4 separate regions of the Mus musculus genome follow, and all the other regions are linked to region 4. A link is a contact called in public HiCAR-type, HiChIP or PLAC-seq and promoter capture Hi-C data. All regions are on one chromosome and are shown on one strand. Each heading gives the region's core, a stretch centred on a gene start, on an enhancer-like site or on the middle of the called end of the contact. The rest is flanking DNA. Distances are from core to core; before and after follow the strand shown. Region 1 holds the start of Rpl7 (ribosomal protein L7). Region 2 holds the start of Prex2 (phosphatidylinositol-3,4,5-trisphosphate-dependent Rac exchange factor 2). Region 3 holds the start of Terf1 (telomeric repeat binding factor 1). Region 4 holds the start of Ncoa2 (nuclear receptor coactivator 2).

Region 1 (2,988 bases), core at 253-2,752, 2.7 Mb before region 4:
CGCTTGTCACCGCGATCCGGACGCGAAGGCTGCGCCCGGAGTCCGCCCCCGAGGTGCTGCGGGGCTGAATTGCGCGGGGCCAGTTCCGCCCGGGCTCGGCGCAGTGGCCACGGGCTGTGCCTGCCGCTGCTCCCGGCTCGGCGCCTCCTGCTGGCGGCCGCCTGTTTGTCCCACAGCGTCCGTCCGTCCGTCCAGTCCCGCTGCAGCGGCGGTGACAGCCGCGAGTTAGGCGACGCGCGCTGCCCTCATGGCCAAGCCGCCGCCGCCCGAACGTCCCCGGCGCTGCTGCAGCGGCTCCCCGTCTTCCTAGGACAGGGGTGCGCCGAGCGGATGCGTCGGGACGCGGGAGTTGTCAACTTGACTCAAGTTGCGGGAGGGTGCGGGCAGCGCCGGGAAGGGCCGACTTGCGGGGCGCACGCGAGGGCTGCCAACCGCTCGAGCTGCCAGCGCGACTCGGGTCCCCTGCCCTGCACTCGCGCCGCTGTCACTCGGGCACGGGGCCCCGCAGCGTCTGAGCGTTCCCAGCCGGCTCTGAGGTAGCTCCACACTCCGCGCTATATAACCCACCGCCGGGAAGCGCCGGCCGCTGCAGTGGCATCGGCCCTCCCTCAGCTCGGCCCTCCCCGCCCCCGGTCGCACCCCGCCCCCGGCCCAGCCTCCCCTCCCCGCTCGCCCTCCCGCCGGCCGCCCCACCGCGCGGGGCAGCCCCTCTTCCACGACCGCGGCCGAAGGCTCCCGCCCTCGTCGTGCCACTCTTCGCGGCTCACGCCCCCTGCTGAGGGTCGCCGTGGCTTGCGCCTGCCGGGTCCCGCAGCAGCGAACCCCCCCATCCTCCTCGGACCTTCGGGTCATCACTCTTCCCGGTCTCGCTGCTTTCGCCAACCGAGGGACTGTGGACCTGGCGGCCGATGATCAGGCGCTGCGGAAGACAGCCCGGCAGTCGGGCGGAAAAAGGACCTCGGCAGCGCAGCCGAGGTGGGGGAGCAGGGCTGCGTGGCCACGGGCCGCAGAGAGCCGGAGGAGGTGACAGACAGTGATTTCATAGCTCAGCTAGCCGCTGAGGACGTGAAGCCTCATACTCTAGTGAGCCTAATGGGAATCACCGCCGCGAAGGCTGCCCAGAGTGTCGGTCAACGTCGCCCTCCAGCCCCGCGGGTTATGCAGCGACGCATGCTGGGACTTGTAGTTCACATCCCTGAACATGCCTTTTGGGTCCAACGAATTCCGCAGAGCCTGACCCTAGGGTTGTCAACGCAACCTGGAGAAATTAAGCCCAGAGCTGACGAGGTGTCCCCACTCTATTCATTAAAAAAAAAAAAAAAAAAAAAAAAAATGTATTCAGTGCATTTGTTTTCCGATGAGTTTTACCATAAAGTTGGCTGGCCGTGACTAAGCCAAGCTGTTCATTTTGCGCCAGCAAAGTGCAAAAATCTCAATTCTAGATTATTTTCCGGCTTATCTCAGGACAGCTATAAGGCGTGGGGCTTCGCGCCCTGAGACCTTTAAGGAGACAGTGCGCATGCGCCACCTTTCTCTCTTCTTTTCCGGCTGGAACCATGGAGGCTGTTCCGTAAGTCGATTCTTCTCTCCCCCAGAATCCTTCTCCATCCCCCAAACTAGAGGCATTTTGTCTCACTTTTCCTGTATCTGAGTGTAGCCTGGAACCACTGCCTGCCTGTCTGGGTGTTTGTGACGCCGTGTGGTACTAGGAGGGAGTGCGGGGGGCCTCCGCGCGGAGGCCTTGGCAGTACCAGGAGCAAACTGAGGGCAGACTGCGGATCCGGCTACTTGGGCGGAGGTCCGTTCTTCGGTAGAATGTATTCCGCGGAATCATGGAACGAGATCCTTTGTAGCTAAAGTTATCTTAGCCGGCTGCTTACCGGCAGCCTCCTGCATATGGAGCTTGAGACTTGATCGAGGATCAGTGAGTCCTGGAACCCAAAAAGTGTGCAGTACAGTTTTTTCAGTGTGACTTGACAACTTGTAACAATTCACAGGCCAGGACTGATGGCTGGGGTTAGGCATAAATCTCTTTAATGTCATACATGTTTACCTTTAAGTAAGGTGTGTATAACGTGAAGGTTGTGGGCATGAACGCTGCATCTCCAGTAGAGCTTTCGGGAACGACGGAGATGCTAGATGCTGCCGGTTTGAGTGGGTGACAGTTTTAACGTAGTTCTGAGCACCTAGTGTGTGTGATACATCACCAGGAAGTTTTTTGACCTACTAGTAATTCTCTACAAACAACAGAGAGAAGAAAAAGAAGGTTGCCACTGTGCCAGGAACCCTTAAGAAAAAGGTTCCTGCTGGGCCAAAAACTCTCAAGAAAAAGGTTCCCGCTGTGCCAGAAACCCTCAAGAAAAAGCGAAGGAATTTCGCAGAGTTGAAGGTGAAGCGCCTGAGGAAGAAGTTTGCCCTGAAGACAGTAAGTAAACTTTGGAGGTCTTTAGTGGGCCAGGGAGCTTATTGGGACTGAGCGTGGGGTGAGATTGAAGAGAGATCTTCCTGGTTTGATATTCTCAAGTCATCCTTGTATAAAACTGATGCTGTGCTCTGTTTCAGAGCCAAGAATTATGACTGACTGGCCATTGGTTTTTCAGCTTCGAAAGGCAAGGAGGAAGCTCATCTATGAGAAGGCAAAGCACTATCACAAGGAGTACAGGCAGATGTACCGCACTGAGATTCGGATGGCCAGGATGGCAAGGAAAGCTGGCAACTTCTATGTGCCCGCAGAACCAAAGCTGGCCTTTGTCATCAGAATTCGAGGGTGAGTTCACTTTGCATCGTGTTCTGGCAGCAATGGCTGTATTGTGCCTGCCCTTAGGAAGGGGGCCGAGAATTACGGGGGGCGGGAAGTTGTTTGTGAAACCTGTGCCTAAGCTGCTTGCTCTGACTGCATTTCAGTGTCCTGTAGTTGTCTAAGAGCTTAAAAACAGTTTACTTAGTATCATTCAGTCATCTTTTATGATAAAACAGGAATCAAGAGAA
Region 2 (3,187 bases), core at 284-2,783, 2.4 Mb after region 4:
GAATTTGAGAATCCAGCTTGTGTGTTATGCATCTCCTGAGACCTGAGATGTTGTTCTTCCTGACACAGCCAAGTGAATTTCTACAGGGTGGCTGCTAGCACAAACTTTACAGACTGAAGGAAACTGAAGGAGGAAGTTCGGAGTTTGAAACATTTCCCTTCCAACCTGGGGCTGGGGGCAGGATAGAACACTGGGATGAAGGAGAAAGTGGCCGGAGGATCTGGGTGGGGTTTTAACTCTTTTTCTGAAGGCCGCTCTCAAATATATCAGGATGGACAGGAACTGGCTGTAAATTCTTTGTATTTTCCGCAATGAGGAAAATTCCATCCTTAGGTGATGTCTCAGGAGTTCATTTTCCCACAGTTTTTCCTCTTCTGCTCTGAGACTGAATGAAATGATTTGGGGGCAGAATTCCAGTGAGTCAAACTGGGACCTGGAAACAGCTCCTGCCCAGTCTGTGAAACCCTGAAATTGTCGACTCGAGGTGAGTTTCATGATACCATTTTCAAGTGGTCGGCGTGCACAGGAGACTAGGACCCAAGTGGAGGGCAGATTTAAATCAGGAGAAAGAAGATTGTAGAGCTGTGAGGGAGGCGCACACATGTGGCTTTAATATGCAACAGCTGCCAGGGATGGTGACCCCGCTGCTCTTGCTCCTTCGCCTCCACCCTCAGAATCCAACGTTTCAATGATTATACCTAAAGGGACTTCACTGCTGTTGATCTAATAACCGACTCCGGCTACACAACATTCAAGGACTTTTAAAACACTGCATGTACCTGAAGGTAGCAAATTGAGACACAAAATCAAAACAAAATATGAGCCGAAAGAAAGAGGATAAGGAAAATGACACAATGAAATTTGCCCTGGGAGATGGATAAAGAAAATTAAGCGCAGATGGAACAGGCAGAATGGCCACTGGTTAACTTCTCCCACGCGAGTTCTTCAAGGCCTTGGCCACTCTGCACCCGTTCATCTACAGGTCTGTCCCCCGAGTCCCCGCGGTCCCCGCGTCACCTTTACGGATGCCGGGTGCTGGCGCAGACAATGCTCCAGACTTGGTGCCGTGCGCGGGGCCGGCTACTCACCGACACCAGGAACTCCAGCGTGCCCACGTAGTCGCGCTCGGTCTTCTGCAGCTCGCTGAGCACGCACACGCGCAGGCGAAGCTGCTTGTCTACTTCCCTGGCGCTTTCGTCGCTCATGGTGGCCGGCGGGGCGCGGAGCTGGGGGCAAGTGCGCTGCCCCGCGCCTGCTGCCGCCACTGCCGCCACTGCCGCCAGCAAAGTTGCCGCCTCTGCCGAGTCCCAGCCGGAACGCGTAGCTTCACATGCTGGCCGGAGGCCGGGGTGTGGGCAGAGGACTGTGCTCGGGCTGCGGTGCGAGCGCGGGACGCGCGGGACGCGCTGGACTCAGAACGGGACAGTCCCCGGAGAGCGGGAACCCAGCCCGGCCCGCTGCTCCGGCCTCACGCGGCTCCAGCCCGAGGGGAGGCGGCTCCAGCCACAGCGGTGACTTGGACATCAATCAAATGCTTTCAATCCATGTGACTCCGACCCTTTACCCTTAGCCAAATCTCAGGAAAAAGGAAACACAACCCTGGGGAAGTGTATCCTGCCAGCTAACTAAACACACACACACACACACACACACACACACACACAGGATGGAACTAATCCGAGGTTCCCAAACCTAGAAGGACACTTGTGAGGGCTGCTCTTGGGAATCCCGCCCACTGTTTAGCTTTAATGTGTTTTGCACCAAGTCTGAAAGCAAAGAAACAAGTCCCCGCGGTTACATAACTGCTTGGGAACAAAACAACCACACCACTGACCCTCCCGCGTTTGACAAGGAACACATTGATTTTGAGTTTTCGTCTACTACGAAACAGGTTCGGTTTATAGAAAAAAACAGCAAACAATGTTATTTCACAGGCAGACAACCTCTGTCAAAGCTTGAAATGTCAATTAGTGTGATAAATGAGGACATCAGAGCAAAGTAGCAGCCCTTACCTATGCACTGATTCACATAGAATAAGCATCACCCTGGCTGAGTACTTTGTAACACCGGGTGTATCTAAATTTTTTAAGTCTCACTGTAGTATTTCACTATCAGTTTAAATTCAAGAATATTTGTTCTCAGCTGTTTCCAAGAATTGTAATTTTAAAAAGATACAAATGTTGGATGAGGATGCATAGTAGGTGATTGACAGATGATACCTGAAAGACAGGTGGATGATAGCTGATTGACAGAGGACACACAGAAGCTAGTTATGCTTCAGTTTTGAAATGGAATGGCCAACGCATTTGATTTTAATGTTTAAGTTTATTGAATTCTCCCTTGGGACCAGAACCAAAACCTATAAATCTAACAAACCAAGTGATCCATTTGCATTTCCATCTAGATATTATCAACACATACTTTCAGAGCCATTTTTTCTACTTTACATAGTGTACAGCTAATGACATTTAAATAAATGGAAGTCGCACTCCTGAGGCAAGGAAGAGGCGGCCAAACTTGTTCCAAGATTCAGCAACCTGAGATAAACTAAAGATGTTTCCCTCGTTATTTACACTAAAGTTATCTCCAGTTTCCCATAAGTCTTTTCAAAATATGATTGTGACTTCCATGAAACAAAAAGGAATCTCGTACCTTCTTCTCATATTAAAGATTCAATATTTGAATAATATGAATGACGCTGATGGGAAAGGTAGCTTTTCTGTTTCCCTTGCATCTGGCTATTTAGAGGCAGCCAGGAGCAAAGGGCAAATAGTGTGGACAGCTTCACACAATAGCAGAAGAACAAAGGACGCAAAAGACAGACCTCACAGAGCCTGGTAAACAATAAACAAAAGAAACCAGAAAGCAGAGGAAATACACCCAACAGCTAGTGGGAATCAACCTCTCTGTGTTCCACAGGTAGTAGTGAATGAATGCACTTTTTGCCCCCAAGAGAAAAAAATGATATAAACAAGACAGAGTTCCATCTAGTGCTCTGAATGAAATAGAATGTTTTCTCTTGCCATTTGTTCCCAGTTAGAAAGCCACATTTCTATCAAGCCATTTTGTCTATGTATAGACCTCTAGAGCAAGCATCTTACACTTGAAGAAAAACGTACTTGAGTCTTAGTCATCATTGAGGCTTTACCTATCCAGAAACTTTGGCTGTGTTCTACAAGATGCCTGG
Region 3 (3,281 bases), core at 665-3,164, 2.4 Mb before region 4:
TTAAATATTAGTTTATAAACAGGAATGGTTATTCTTAGTTCTCGACTACATATAGATTTAACTAAAACCTAAAAATGGCTGGGTACATCTGAGAGTTATTTTTTGCTTACCTGGATCACCTGAAGTGGGAATTCTGCTTCTAATTGGGACTTTGGAGTGGGAGACAAATGTTTAATCCAGATCTTTTGAGGAGGAACAACTCACCTCCAATCTGGGCCTCGCCTTCTGGTGGAAGCCTTTATAGAGGACATGGAAGAGGGACGCTCTCCCTCTCCCCACTTACTCCCACTCTCAGGAGCAAGTCCATTCCTTCACTGACAGTGGAGTCGACTTTGGGATTCTGGCATATACTGGCGATATCAAGCATCATAGACCGAACATTACTGGATTCTTAAAAAGTTGTTACTCAAGAGAACCCTAATATAATACTCAACAAAAACTGATCATAAATTTAGAACTGTAGATTCGAATTAATTTTTTAAAAATCTTTAAAAAGTTGTAATATTACTGTTCTAACAAACCATAACTCAAATGTGAAACAGATACTCAAAATTGTTTTTACCAAGATTCACATCTAAATTATAAAATGTATCAAATCACTACTTTGCAATTTATACCATGAAGTTCTTTGTATTTTAGGAAGTAGTATACATATGTAAAGGTTTCCATTGAACTTGTTCAATTCATAATCAACTTTATAACATTTATTTCTTTTTTGTTTGGTTGGTTGGCTTTTCGGGACAGGGTTTCTCTGTATAGACCTGGCTGTCCTGGAACTCACTTTGTAGACCAGGCTGGCCTGGAACTCAGAAATCCGCCTGCCTCTGCCTCCCAAGTGCTGGGATTAAAGGCGTGTTTGAACAAACACAAAGATACACTTGGCAGTGAATATGTACACTGGTAAGCCAACCATATTCCTGGATGTCTCTCACCAACACACAGGCCAGAAGACAAACTTGGGTCTGAGTTTTCAGGCACTGTCAAACTTTTTAAACATTTAAACAAAAGATTCATTTATTTTTATTTTATGAATATGGGTATTTTACCTGCACGTCTGTCTGTGTAACATGTGTATACAGTGCCCGTTGAGGCCAAAAGACGGAAATTTGATCCCCTGGAGTTTAAAAATCCTTCCTCCCCAGGCCTTTGTTTTTGGCCTTCCACTGGCCTAAAGCTTGCCAAATTGGGTTGGGCCAGGGGTCAGTGAGCCCTAGTCACCGGTCTTCCCAGCGCTGTAAGTATATGTGTATGGCATAGGCTCTGGGGATCAAACGCAGGTTCCCTGGCTTGCAAGATAAGCATTGACAAGCTGTACTACCTCCCTTGGCAGCCGCATCCCGGCCCTTCTTAAATGTTTCTATATTCATCTGTTAGAGTTTGGCTCCAGAAGCAGCGGTAGCAACTGGGCTGGCTCCCTTTAAAACAAACAAACAAACATTCTGTCCAGGGGACGCGGAAGGCGTGGGGGCGGGAGCCAGGACTTCCAGCAAACAGGAAGCGGCCGGTTTCGCGCCGTCTCCCGCCTGGGATCCCGCCCCGGTGTGTGCGGGGCAAGCAGGTCTCGGCCGCGACGCAGCCTCCGGCCCGGGAGCCCGCACTCACCCTCGGCGCTGTCACGAGTACGACGAAAGTCCTCGGAGCGGCCGTCACGGAAGGCTCGGCACAGAGACAGGCAGAGGAAGTCGAGCATCCAGCCCGCAGCCACGGCCTCCACCTCAGCCACAAGCTCCGCGTTCTCCATCTCTCTCGGGGTCCCCAGCTGAAGCTGGCACTGGAGCAGCTCCGCGTCGTCTCCCACCTCCTCCTGCTCTGGAGAATCCGAATCTGTCCAGCCCTCACGGCTCGGCGCGTCCCGGGCCGCTGAGGAGACCGTCTCCGCCATGTTAAACCGAAAGCGCTCGCCGTGCCTCAGCTGGCGCCGTGCGCTGATTTGCTCGCGGTGGGCGTGGAAGTCAGCCAATCGCATCGCTAGGGTGGGCTAGTGGCTGGAGCTTGGCTTCCGATTGGCTGAGAACTGCTAAATTCCTTGTCGATCCGAGCCCAGGCGTTTTGGATAGTGTAGCTTCTGGATGATAGGCTAAGATACATTTTAAAAAATGCAATCTGCGCTGGAAACAGGGTAGTTAAAACCGAGAGGTTTTTGACTGCAGATTTTGACTGCATGGCACTGCGCGTCTATAATCCCAGCAGCACTCAGGAGGTGGAGACAGGAAGATTAGGAATTAGGGCCATCTTCAACTACAAAGTCTAGGCCAGCCTGGAGCACTTGAGCGTTATGGCAGCAGCAGCACCAGAAATTTTAACTTGTCGCCATAAACATGAGCATTTAACCCTGTTACACTGTAATCACACTGTCTTTCTACCCTATGTGTTCATTTTATTGAAATCCGGGGTTATTAAAGCTGAAATTGCTGGGCTCTGATTTTTCACTAAAGTTCTGCCTGGGGTGAGCGGGTAGGATGGTGCTGACCCTGGAATTCGCAAGTCTAGTCAGTTCCCCATGAATGCTGAGACTGTTAGTCCCAGGACCACATTTTGATCACTATTACTGTACAATGTTTGCATTGAATGAAAGTATAACAACGTAAAAACAGAATTCTAGGCCTTTAGGCCCAGGCTTGGGAATGTGGCCTTTGTAAAGGTATGCTAATCATAAAAGAGATAGCGACATTCCTCTACCCACCCGCTTCCTGGGTTCAAAGAGTGCTCATTCAAAGAAAGTCACCCTGGCCATTACCAGAACCTGCAATGCAAATGTGCTATTGTTAGGGGCTCTTAGAAGCTGTCTTGAGAGTTAACAATTACCAGGTATTCCTTGTGACTCTATTAACTTTACACTTCCTTGTGACTCTTAACTGGTATCTTTGGTATCTTCCAACAACGCCCTCCCCACTTCCTTGAGTTTCGGTTTCTTCCTTTAAATACCCCCTTACCCAGCTACTGGGGCGCCACGGTCCTCTACCCCTGCGTGGTGTATGACCATGGGCCCGAGAGCGCTCTTGAATAAAAAATCCTCTTGCAATTTGCAGCAAGACCCGTTTCTTGTGGGTGATTTTGGGGTGTCGCCTCTCCTGAGTCAGAACGTGGGGGAGCCCTCACATTGTGGGTCTTTCATGACCATGAGGGCATATTACCCCCAGGCTCTAGAGATGGTGTTGCAGTAAATATTATTTGGGGGTTCTACCCTGTGGGGAATTGCAGGTTGGTCTCCAGTTGAGCTGAGGTCTTAACCCCGATGGTCATAATGCACCTTCATGACACAGTAGGCGTTCCCTCATGCT
Region 4 (3,339 bases), core at 16-2,515:
AAAATACGATCAAAAAGCATGTTTTGCAATTAATGGACCTGGGCTCAAATCTTGCCCACCTTGCTTACTGTGTAACTCTACAAAAATTACTTCTTTAGGTTTCAATGTTTTATGAGGTATAAAAATAGCAATTACTTCGTAAGGTTTGAGGATTAAAATTTGGAGTGTGTGTGAATCACTTAATGCAGTGCCAAGTCGTTACAGTTCAATAAACACTTATTGTCTATGGCAAGTGACCTTTCATAAGAGTTAAAATAAGGAAACGTGTTCCTGTCATATTTTGATAACTTCCGTTAAGCAAACAAATGTTGCTCATTTCTTTCAACTAATTATATCTAAATGGAAAAGAAGTTGCTTTTCCAGTTAAAAACCAAACAACATTTAAACGTGAAAACTCCTCCACGTCTCCTTAATCCCAATACTCCATTGAGGATTTGATAATGGATTCCCCAATTAAAAAACAAAACAAAACTTTTGTTGTCTCACTGCGTGCGGAGAACACTCCCCTCGGTCTTTCTAAATACTGAGCAGCCTTTGCTTTGTCAGGCAATCCCGGGGTGGTACCCCGGTAAGTTCGCCTCCCGCGGTCACGCCCCTCTATCCCCTCCAGAGACCTCAGGGACAGCAATTGGGGAGGCGTATCCACGAAAAAACCGAGGGGACATGGTGGCCAAGGAGTGCGCCCCGGAACAGCGTCTGGGTGCAGAGGTGCGCCCGAGGGGTGCAGGCTGCCGGCTACCGGGCCCTGCCTGAGCGCGCGCGGGAGGCACCTCTGGGACTAGGTTTTCCGCGACCTTCTCGCCGCAGCGTCCCTGCCGTCGGAGGCGCGGCAGTCCCTTGGCCTCCACCCCCAGGCCCGGGCCAGTCCCCCTTTTTAGCTTTCTTTTGGGCATTGCCCTTTGCCCTCGCATGGAGTCCTCTGTTGACTCTCCCTTCACTTCCAGTCACCCATAGGTCACGGTCCCTAGACCACAGCCACCCATCTTGTCCAACTCCCCGAGCTCTGAAGTCTCGCCAGCCAGGGAGATGCTGAGGACCCCGCGGGTGGGGTAGCCCCGGTGTTCCCGGGCCCACGCTCGGGGGCGCGGGACGCAAGTTTCCGCCCGGTCCCCTGAGCGGTGACAGCGTTCGCTCGGAGGCGGCGGGGAGGCGGAGGGCGGGCCAGCCCCGTGCCCGAGCCCCCTCCCCTGCTCGCGAGCTCGCGCGGTCTGTGTCTCTCTCCGCAAGTGCAGAGCCGCGGAGGAGGAGGGGGAGGAGGAGGAGGGAGCTGGGGGAGGATCTCCATTGAAATAAACAACCAGGCAGCAGTTATTAACACGGGAACATGGCGGCCGCAGCCTGGGCTCCCGCGGCGGCGGCGGAGGTCAGCGCCGACGGCAGCCCGCACCTGACGGCGTGACGGCCACATTGGTAAGCGCGCCTCCCCTGGGGGCTCACGGGCGGCGGGCGGGGGGCGCCGCATTCCCACCCGGGCCGCTGCCCTTGGTGCGCGCAGCCCGGCGGAGCCGCGCGCCGGCCGGCCGGGCAGGCTGTTGTTGTGTGCGGGCACCGCTGCCCAGGCGTGCGGAGCCCGCGACGCCCATCCTCGAGGCGCGGCCGAGCCGGGGACTCGGCTCCCGGGGGGAGGGGGGAGGGCGGGAAGACGCCGAGTCCCCGGGAGAGAAAGGAGGCGCTCGGGCGCCGGGCGAGAGAGCTCGGGAGACGAGCCCTGGAGCGCGAGGCGGGTGGAGGCTGCAGCCCGCGGCGCCGGCCGAGAGGTGAGCACCAGGCTGGGAAGCGGCGGTTGTGCCGCGGGCCCCTGCTCCGGCCCCCTCGAGGCTGCGCGGCGCAGCCCGGGCAGGCGGGGGAAGCCCGGGCCGGCGGGCGCAGTCGCGGCCGGTGCTTTCTTCCCGGGAGGCGTGCGGCCACTGCTGCACGGGTGGGAGCCGGCCGAGGGGAGGCAGGACCTGGGAAGTGCCGGGGGTGTGTGAAGGTGACGCGGCCGGCAGGGGCGGCGGCGGGGGCTCGGGCGTCTGGGGGGCCTCGGGCTTGGGTGGCTTCGGGGCGGTAGCGCTCGGGCCGCGCAGGCCGGGCCGCGGTGGGGGCGGGGAGCCGGGGTCGGGCGGCGGCGGCGGTGGCGGCGCCGCGCCGGGCTCGCCCCTGACTTAACTTTCTGGGTGCGGGCATGTGTGCCGGAGGCGCGCTGGGGCCGCGGCCGGGGGCGGGAGGCGGGCTGCGGGCCAGGAGGTTCCGGGTTGGCTCGCCAGCGCCCCCTCTTCCGTACCCCTTCTGCGGCCCCTGCAGGGACAGGCCCTCGGGGGCCCCCCGCGGGAAGCGGGAGGGGTCCTGGCGGCCCTCGCGCCCCGGTCACGCCCTGGGCCGGGGACCCTCCTCTCCGGGCCCCTGGAGGCTCCCGGGGAGGCGTCCAGGGTCGGCGCCGCGGGCTGGAGTGCCCGCACCCCGCCCCTGGGGGAGTCCTGGAGGCGCCGCGGCCGCGCTCGGGGGTGGCTCGGTCCCTGCTTCCATGGTCCCTCCCTTTCCCCTCCCCCAAGTGGCTTCCGGGGCCTGCGGACTGAGGGGCGGGAATCGGGGACCCGAGCCCCTTACTCTCCGGGAGTGACGTTGGGCCTCAAGCCTAGAGGGCCTGTCACTGGCAGGGGAAACTTTCCCAAACCCGAGCCTGAGCTCGAGCACCCTCCTCCGCCACCTCGTCCTCTAATCCCACTCCCACTCCACCTCCTCCGACTCCTTCCCCTCCCACCGACCCGAATCTGGCTGTGCCTGACTGATGGGGCAGTGAGCCAATGGAAGGCAGGAACTGACCTGCCGGGTACCGGTAAGCCAATGGTGGGAGCCAGAGGCAGGAAGGAGGCGGGGTTTCTTCCGTCCAGTTAGGGCTGAGTTGCAGGCGGGGCGGGGGAGCCTTGGAGACGCCGCGAGCCCTCCACTCTGGCGCGTCCCTTGGTCACCCGCACCTGGGTTTGTGGAATAGTGTCACTCACAGAATCTGTGACCCGGGGAGACCTGCATAGGTGCGCGAAGATATTGCTTTTCTCTGGTGCTGCGAGAGGCGTTGTTTTAGACATGACAAAGTCTAAAGCCACTTCAGGATGTGGCAGTAACTGCGAGGCCCGGTTTTAAAATGGCATATGTTGATAGTGACCGCGTTCTGGATCTCAGCACCAGGTGAGATCTTTGAAGGTCTGCGTTAGTTTCACTGGGCTTCTGTCCAGCACCCGGACGATGGTGAATTGAAAGGGCACCCTGAGAGTAAAGGCGCGGGGTGGCCTCTTGTGAGGTGATTTTTAGGAGTGCTAAAGCATTCTTGTTTGGAATTGGCCTCACTGGGATCTTGTTTAA

The links. HiCAR-type assays count read pairs that join an accessible place to other places. HiChIP or PLAC-seq counts read pairs in DNA pulled down with a chosen protein or histone mark. Capture Hi-C pulls out chosen DNA fragments and counts their contacts.
Region 1: a promoter capture Hi-C map of liver shows a contact between it and region 4, with 2.7 times the contacts expected there. The contact joins the promoter of Rpl7 here to the promoter of Ncoa2 in region 4. A contact is called at or near these places in 4 of 39 promoter capture datasets (liver, neutrophils and pre-B cells), 2 of 484 Hi-C or Micro-C datasets (the G1E-ER4 cell line and muscle stem cells), 1 of 115 datasets of contacts at active chromatin or transcription factors (astrocytes) and 1 of 9 other capture datasets (liver).
Region 2: a contact with region 4 is called in a HiCAR-type map of astrocytes, with 5 times the contacts expected there. The contact joins the promoter of Prex2 here to the promoter of Ncoa2 in region 4. A contact is called at or near these places in 1 of 39 promoter capture datasets (hippocampal neurons) and 1 of 115 datasets of contacts at active chromatin or transcription factors (astrocytes).
Region 3: an H3K27ac HiChIP or PLAC-seq map of embryonic stem cells shows a contact between it and region 4, with 3 times the contacts expected there. The contact joins the promoter of Terf1 here to the promoter of Ncoa2 in region 4. A contact is called at or near these places in 2 of 115 datasets of contacts at active chromatin or transcription factors (astrocytes and embryonic stem cells).

What each region holds. Positions count from the first base shown.
Region 1 is chr1:16,102,947-16,105,934 of GRCm38.p6, reverse strand. It overlaps Rpl7 (ribosomal protein L7), which reads left to right and starts at 1,502. Exons shown (of 7, transcript NM_011291.5): 1 at 1,502-1,570; 2 at 2,251-2,425; 3 at 2,601-2,767. The coding sequence starts at 1,557. It overlaps Rdh10 (retinol dehydrogenase 10 (all-trans)), which reads right to left and starts at 53. Exons shown (of 6, transcript NM_133832.3): 1 at 1-53.
Region 2 is chr1:10,991,811-10,994,997 of GRCm38.p6, reverse strand. It overlaps Prex2 (phosphatidylinositol-3,4,5-trisphosphate-dependent Rac exchange factor 2), which reads right to left and starts at 1,533. Exons shown (of 40, transcript NM_029525.1): 1 at 1,089-1,533. The coding sequence starts at 1,205.
Region 3 is chr1:15,804,279-15,807,559 of GRCm38.p6, reverse strand. Terf1 (telomeric repeat binding factor 1) reads right to left here and starts at 1,914. Exons shown (of 10, transcript NM_009352.3): 1 at 1,603-1,914. The coding sequence starts at 1,882.
Region 4 is chr1:13,372,009-13,375,347 of GRCm38.p6, reverse strand. It overlaps Ncoa2 (nuclear receptor coactivator 2), which reads left to right and starts at 1,265. Exons shown (of 23, transcript NM_008678.3): 1 at 1,265-1,410.